Linked DNA regions of Zea mays: region 1 is linked to region 2. Evidence: chromatin contacts called from public Hi-C data. All regions are on one chromosome and are shown on one strand. The core of a region is the stretch at or near the end of the contact, and the rest is flanking DNA. Distances in the headings are between cores, read along the strand shown. Region 1 has its middle 4.5 kb from the start of LOC103635384. Region 2 holds the start of LOC103635383.

What was found. Hi-C and Micro-C count contacts between places; a contact is called where the count stands out from the background.
Region 1: a contact with region 2 is called in a Hi-C map of endosperm, with 2.0 times the contacts expected there. The contact joins the enhancer-like site here to the promoter of LOC103635383 in region 2. A contact is called at or near these places in 3 of 25 Hi-C or Micro-C datasets (ear, endosperm and leaf).

What each region holds. Positions count from the first base shown.
Region 1 is chr8:75,739,288-75,743,171 of Zm-B73-REFERENCE-NAM-5.0, reverse strand. No RefSeq gene overlaps it. Among protein-coding and RNA genes, the nearest start is that of LOC103635384, 4.5 kb to the left of the region's middle. Within about 2 kb of position 1,516, at least 4 of the 20 cell types and tissues checked have an H3K27ac peak or open chromatin away from gene starts, as enhancers often do. A contact at or near this core is called in endosperm, where this site is marked.
Region 2 is chr8:75,653,728-75,657,676 of Zm-B73-REFERENCE-NAM-5.0, reverse strand. LOC103635383 reads right to left here and starts at 1,811. Exons shown (of 3, transcript XM_008657848.4): 1 at 1-1,811. The coding sequence starts at 1,623.

The DNA of each region.
Region 1 (3,884 bases), core at 267-2,766, 86 kb before region 2:
GCAAACCAACCTTGGCAGAGCGAGCCTCGTACACTGAGCCCCATTGACGGCACGACGACGAAGCAAACTACACCTTAGTTCCTCTAATTAATTAGATAAGGGCGTCGCATTCCACCCTCATGGTTGTACTTTTATCCTGGGTGGTCATCCAATGAACAAGTCCTTACAGAGAGGCACTCAAGAAACAGCTCGATCCCCCTTAAGTATCACAATGCCATAACCATATCCAGAAGTAAATGTCGTATCATAAATAGTCTCACCATGTTCATTGATTAGATTAGAGCACTAGCATAAAGCTAATCCAGATATAATCCAACCCAATTAGGTGATCAAGGAAAAGATAAACAAAAGATTAGTAAATCCTTAGGTACAAATTATGTAAATTAGGGGGAGATGAATTATAAAATGAGTAGGACATAGATAGGTCAGAGGACACTTGCCTTCACCAACCAGCTGCTGCTTAGGGTCCTCTCCTGCAACTTCCTCAAACTCCGCCAACGTACTATTATCTATACGAGTGCAAACATACATTCCACATTCTTAACATAGAAAGAAAAAATACACCACACAATGAAACATATCAATTATACAGACACATGACCTAGATCATGGGTGTGTGGGAGAGGAGGGGGAGGGTGGTTGGGCGCGCATGGGGGGGGGGGCTAGGCCGCGTGGGGCCACACGTCAGGCCACTTCTCCTCTTCCTTCCTTTAATTAATCATCCTCGCTTCTTTATAATTAAATTTACTTATCGAATAGAACCCTAAATTAATTGGATGCACACCTAAGCATGACATCAAACAAAAATAAATATGCTCCAACATGATGCAACAACGATATCACCTTAGGGTTTTGCTTACACATGGCACGGACATAAATCTCAATATTACTTTGAAAATGGGAGGAAGGAGCAGAAAAGAAAGAGAGAAAGAAGGTAATGCCTGAATTTGGTGAATATTGGAGAAGAAATTTTATACCCTCAAATTCAGGGCGTTACAGGTAGGCACCCTTTGTTTGGGTCATGCTTTTGTTTGGTCTTTGGTGCTAATGGTCGCTTCCACGGTTTGTCTCCAATAGATCTTCAGAAGGAGTTTTCGAGGCTCACTACGCTACGAAGGTAGTCGAGGAGGCAAAGAAGGCGGTAGAGTATGAAGCACGCAAGCTCTCAATTGTGTGCGGCGGTGCCATTGTCGCGTAGGCTCAAGTGCAAATCTCACTGAAGGAGTGCGGTGCCGAACTGCAAGAGCTGCACCTACCTACGAGTGAGGTGTACGACCACCTCGCTCCTCCACCATGAGCCTAGACGCCTCTACTTGACCGGCTACGGGCACTTCCTGGTCACGTGGAACGTGTGGTCTTCGAAGGGGCGTTCCATGGGGGTAGCCTAGCCTTGGGCCAGATGGTATCCCATTTCAACGAGATTGACACATGCATGATCGCGAAGGGGTTCGTCACTGGCCAGAGCGACAAAGATTTGGTTGCTATTGAAGAACAAGTGCACCCTCACGCCTGCTCACTTGCCAGCCGGGTTGACGTGAAGATGCTTCTAAGGGGGCCTCTGAGCCCGGTGCCGCCTCCCAGTGCCTAAGGGTTATGTTCTTTTCTTGTTTTGATGTTTTGTAGCAAACCTTCTAACTGGATGGGTGGATGTTTGAACGTTGTGTTATTTATGACGCCTTGTGATCGGTTCCTTTGATGTTGTGGTCCTTTTGGATGAGGATGTCTTGTAGCGGACTGTGAATCTTGGGTACCTGTCCTCCAGCCCCCGAGCGGGATACGACGATTAGGTTGGCGTGTTCCGCTTTCCTTTGTGCGACGACGAAATTGACTGAGTACGACGGCTCAGGCGTAGAACCTCCTCAGGTTTTCGATGTTCCATGCATTAGAAATTAGGTTGCCATCGTTGTCCTTGAGTTGGCAGGCTCTGAGACGCATGATCTTGGCGATGATGTAGGGCCTCTCCCATGGAGGCGAGAGCTTATGTTTGTCCTTGGTGGTCATCACCCTTTATTGCACTAGGTCTCCAACGTTGAACGATCTAGCGTGCACCTATCGGTCATGGTAGCGTCGCAGGTCTTGTTGATACTTGGCGGAGCAAACCACGACTGAGTTGTGTTCTCTATCGAGTAGGTCGACTGCGAGGTGTGCGTCAGTGGTCGCTCGCGCGTCATGGTAAGCCTCGGTCCTCGGGGAACCATATTCTATCTTTGATGTTAACATGGCTTCCGTGCCAAATGCCAGGAAGAAAGGCGTGCAGCCTAACGCTCTGGACGATGTGGTCCGATGGCTCTAGAGTACCGCTGGTAGCTAGGTCGGCCACCGTCCGGTGGATTTTTTCAGCTTGTCGAAAATCCGCGGTTTGAGGCTCTGTAGGATTAGGCTATTTGCTCGCTCGCCCTATCCATTGGCTTCCGGGTGCGCCACCGCGGCCTTGTCGACACGGATGTTGAAATCATCGCAAAACTGTAGGGACGGCTCTCCGATAAACTGGGTTCCATTGTCAATGATGATGGAGTCAGACTTGGGCACCCCAAAATGGTAGACGATGTCGCTGAAAAAGGAGGCGGCCTCCGACGATGTGATCTTGGCAACAAGTCTGGCCTCAATCCATTTAGTGAACGTGTCCACCACCACAAGCAGGTGGGTGCAGCCCCTGGCCGCTTTCTTGAAAGGCCCGACCAAGTCTAGTCCCCAAATCGCAAATGCCAGATAATGGGAATGGTCTAGAGGGCTTGAGCCGGCAAATGTGTTTGTCGCGTGTAATACTGAAAGGGAAATGTGCCCTTTGGCCATTTCTATTATGTTTTGGTGATTAGATGCTCAACACATATTGTTTTGTCTGAATATGGGCTAAGGCTTAAAGAGATGCAAATGTAAAAGCAAGGTATGATTTTGAAAGTCGCTTAGAGGGGGTGAATAGGCGAAACCTGTAAATTGTAAACTTTGAACACGTACTTTACCTAGGGTTAGGACTAGAAACAAATAATAATGAATACGGAGTGCAGAAGAGAGTTCTTCTTGCTATGAGTTGCTCAATCAATGCAGATAACTTTGGGAGCTAACTCAAAAGGATTATGAGCAAGAGAACTTTTATAGAGAGGGGAGAGTGAAGAAATAAATCGAATGGTGGTGATCAACACAAATGAACATGACGATTTGTTTCCCGAGGTTCGGTTCCAATGAATCTACTCCCCGTTGAGGGGGCCACGGAGGCTGAGTCTTTTCAACCCTTTCCCTCTCTCAATTGATCACCTAGACCGGTTGAGTACTTCTTCTTAATCTCAAGGGTCACAAAGACCCCGCAAGAATCACCACATACTTAGGTGTCTCTTGCTAGCTTTACAAATCACTTAGAGAGTTTAGAAAGAGATGAAGAAAGCACAACCAAGCAACATTTCACACCCAGATTTAAGGGAATAAAGTCGGGTGCGTCTCATATGTGCGGCAACGAAGAACATCACATATAATAACAAAGTGTATAGAGATAAATGTCACAAGTATCATTATTACATAGCAGAAGTCTTACAAAAATAAATGATATCAATAAAGCAAACTAAATATTATTTCTTGGCGCCATCAAGCTGACTGGGAGACGCCACCTAGATCAACTCGTACTCCTCATTGTATGGCTCCTCCTGGACCACCTGTTCTTCTCCTGTGTGTGGGAGGGTTTATATATCACAAGGGTGAGCTCACAAAAGATCATAGCTCAACAAGTTGTGGGGGATAATGTGCATGAACTCTCCAAAGGTGGGAGCTCATGTGAAGTGTAAGACTGATCAACAAATAAGGGTTAAAGCTGAGCATTGCTTTTAATAAGTTGGTCAAGTTTTATTAGTAGTTAGTAAATGTAAGTAGATACCAAACCAGAGTAATAATGGATC
Region 2 (3,949 bases), core at 562-3,061:
CTCCTCAGCCTCATGTATTCTACCAGCTCTGGCTAACAAATCAACAACACAACCGTAGTGCTCCTTTTCAGGCTCCAGCCCATAGCTTTTGTTCATTGCATTGAGGTATCTCAATCCGAGCTCAAGTTCCCCCGCGTGAGAGCAAGCAGTGAGTACACCAATGAACGTAACATGGTCTGGCTTTAGCCCGATACGGCACATTTCCTCAAACAGTTCAAAAGCCTCTTTGCTGTGACCATGCTCAGCATGCCCAACGATCATCGCAGTCCATGAAATCACATCATCTTTAGTGCGATTGGAAAATACGACATTAGCATCTGACATGCTACCACCCTTTCCATACATGTTAACAAGCGCACTCCTGACCATTGCATGGTGTTCAAGCCCAGCAGCAACAGCGAGTGCATGCAGCTGGCGTCCAGTATCCAGCGACGCAGCACTTGCACACACACTGAAGAGACTGGCAAGAGTAAACTCATTCGGCCGAGGGCAGCTACTGTGATGCCGCATTTCTGAGAACAAGGCAAAAGACTCCTCGGCGAGGCCTTCTTGTGTGTATCCTGATATAATTGTGCTCCAGGAGACAACATCCTTGACGACACTCTCCCGGAAGATAGCATCAGCAGCTGAAAGATGGCCACGGCGGGAATAGAGTTTGACAAGGGAATTGGCCACAGAGCGGGCATGAGATAGCCCTCTCCGTGCAGCTTGTGCATGTAACTGCTCTCCAAGATATGCACGATCCATATTTGGACACGCGGCAATTACGGCAGAGAACGTATACTCATTTGGTGAAGCAGAATTTGACGACTCATCGCGAAGCATTCTCACAAACGCCTCGATGGCTTCCTCCGTGCGGCCGGTCTGGACGTAGGATGCGATCAGCGTTGTGCACACGGCAACGTCGTGCGAGCCCATGCGGCCGACCGCGGCCAGCGCGCGGTCGACATCGCCGCACCGCGCGTACAGCGCCGCGAGCGCGTTGGCGACGAAGGGCACGGCGTCGAGGCCGAGCTTGGCGCAGAGCGCGTGCACCTCGCGGCCGCGTGGCAGCAGCCCCGCGTCGGCGCACGCCGTGAGAGCCGCCGAGCAGGCGTGGGAGTCGCAGGCCACGCCGGAGGCCCGCATCTCGGCGAAGCGGCGGAGCGCGTCGTGCCGCCGGCCAGCACGCGCCAGCGAGGCGACGAGCGTGGTCCACGAGACCACGTTCCTGCTGGGCATTTCGTCGAGCACCTGCAGCGCCAGGTCGAGGCGGCCGGCCTTGGCGTAGGCGTCCGCGAGCGCCGTGGAGACGAACACGGACGGCAGGGAGGAGGAGCGGACGGCGAACGCGTGCAGAGCGGCCGCCGCGGCGGCGTGAGGGAGGGGGAGGAGCCCTGCGCTGGCGGCAGCGGAAGCGCACGCCTTGAGGACGGGGCTGAGGATGAACGGATCCGCGGCGTCGTGTGGCTGGGAGGAGGAGGCGCGGAAGCGGGAGAAGAGCGCCATAGCGCCCGGGAAGTCAGCTGCCGCGGCATAGCCCGAGAGAAGAGTCGCGTAGGCGACCTCGTCGCGGCGCGGCATCGCGTCGAATAGGCTCCTCGCGTCGGCGAGCTGGCCCGTCCGGACCAAGTGCCTCAGCATGGATCCTGGACTCGCGGTGACTTTTTCTCCTCTCGACGCTGACGCTGTTTCGCACACCGGCGGCCTTCCGCCGGACTCCTTGGCTCGAGCTAGGGATGAAAACGGTACCGAAAAATCCCATCCTGTACCGTCCCGTTCTGACTACCGGTTTTTTCGGATCGTTTTCGTATATTTCGGGTTTCGGTTTCCGGACGAAAACGGTTAGATTGTCTTCGATAACGGTATCGAAAACGAGCAGACTGTTTTTTTTTTCGTTTTTGCGGTTACCGTTTTGATTCGAAAAAATCCCGTTTTTTTCATACCGTTTAGGCTATTCGGTTCTGGACCTTTTAGTTCTTGTCTTCCACTCTTCTAGGCTTCCAGCGATCAGATTCCGGCCCAAGGCCCAAGTTGAACGCACAAAACCTGCGTGCTGCCTGCTAAGCCGCAAGGCCCAAGTTGCCCCTGCCCAGCTGCTGCGTGCTGCCTGCTAAGCCACAGCCGCCTCGCCCTCTCGGACCTCGGTTGACGACGAGACGACAGTCCCTCTCGCGGTTGTCTCCTAGCTCTAGCTGGCTGGCTTGCAATTGTCTCCGGTTCCACTTCCACCACACGGCTAGCACCTCTGCTCCTGCGTCCTGGCTTGCAAGTACTAGCAGACTAGCTGGCAGACTAGCAGTATAGATATAATTTCTCACTCAAATAATGTCCCTGTGTGTTTATGTTTGTTGGTCACTTGTTCTTAAATGCTATGAATTAACAATAAGACAACACAAAATGTTAAACGTTATTGTCCTTCGTCATTCGAAGCATTATTTCCCTTAGAATATAATGATCTTTAGACGAAGGTTTTGAAAGACATGTCTTCATAGATTGTGATATATGTTAATGAAAAGAGAAACATATGAAATATAAGAGACAACATAAACAATCATATAATATTATTAATTCATCATCATCATATTACCATAAAAAGGTAAAAACAATATTGAATTATAAATGTACCTTCGGCTTGAAAGAAGGTAAAAGTACAAGAGTAACACACAAGTGAATACAAATCAGCGTGAACAGTACATGAGTATTGTTCGTCTATTTATAGGCACAGGACGCAGCCTGTGAGAATGTAATTTATGTCCTTTATATTTACTATTGACTTATAGACAAATCTATGAGGACTAGATAGTCTTTTCCCCTTTAAGTCGGTTCCTTTTTCCGCTATTTAGCCGAAGCTCCCTTGCGCGTAGCTTTGAAGCAACTCCAACCTTCGTCACGATCATGCTTTTTACATTGTATATGCTTTTAACCCGAGTCCGAAGGTACCTGTTCATATGTCACACTTGGAAGATATTGTTAAATTACGTTTTTGAGGACCTTCAGAGGACGAATGCCGCCAATAGTAGCCCCTCGCAGTATTAATTTGTTTAAGATAACGAATTGACTGCGACATGGACGAAGGCCTTAAGCCGAAAGGCCGAAAAAACACCTTCCCTTTGCTAGAATAGCAACAGTCAATGACAGACGGGGCCCCCCAATTTGGAGCGTGCTGAGCATATAAATAAGAACTCACACCAGCTATCTTTGATATATTGCTTGTGCCATTTGCTTTACTTCCTCAATTTCATAGCTCTTGCTCACTAACGCTTGCTAGTTTTTCAAGGTTTCTGAGCTTGGATTAAAAAGATGCATTTTCGTCATTTCTGAAGGAGAAATGTCTCAAGACAAGAAGGTTGTTGCTGAGACGAAGCTGACTGAAGAGGAGAAGCTTTTTGAGGAGAAGAAGGCTGTGAATCCTTACATTGCTGGATTTATCGAGTCAATGGCAAAAACAAATACAGAGAAGATTACTAAGAAGATACTGGAGGGTCTGTCTGAAGATACCGGTGACAGTGATAGTTATGATACTGAAAGTGGGGGCGAAGATTCTAAGGATCGGCCCTAGAGACCAAGTCATTCGATTTTCGGTAAATCGACCATCAAACAAAGTCATCTTGAGAACATGAGAAGAAGATACTTTTGGGATATGTCTATTGTAAGGGCTGGCGGAGACAACAACGTCCCTGCCCCTGAAGAAAATGAAGTTGTGATCTATCGGAGCTTCTTCAAGGCTGGACTTCGGTTTCCTTTGAGTAAGTTTATAGTTGAAGTGTTGAAAACCTACCAAATCTTCCTTCATCAGATCACCCCCGAAGCCATAATAAGGATGGGGGTTTTCGTGTGGGCAGTAAGGAGCCAAGGGTTAGAGCCAAGCGCGAAATGCTTCCACAGCATGCACGAACTTCTGTATGAGACGAAGGCCATGAGTAAAGAATAGTACCACAACAACTTCGGTTGTTATGGGTTTATCGCC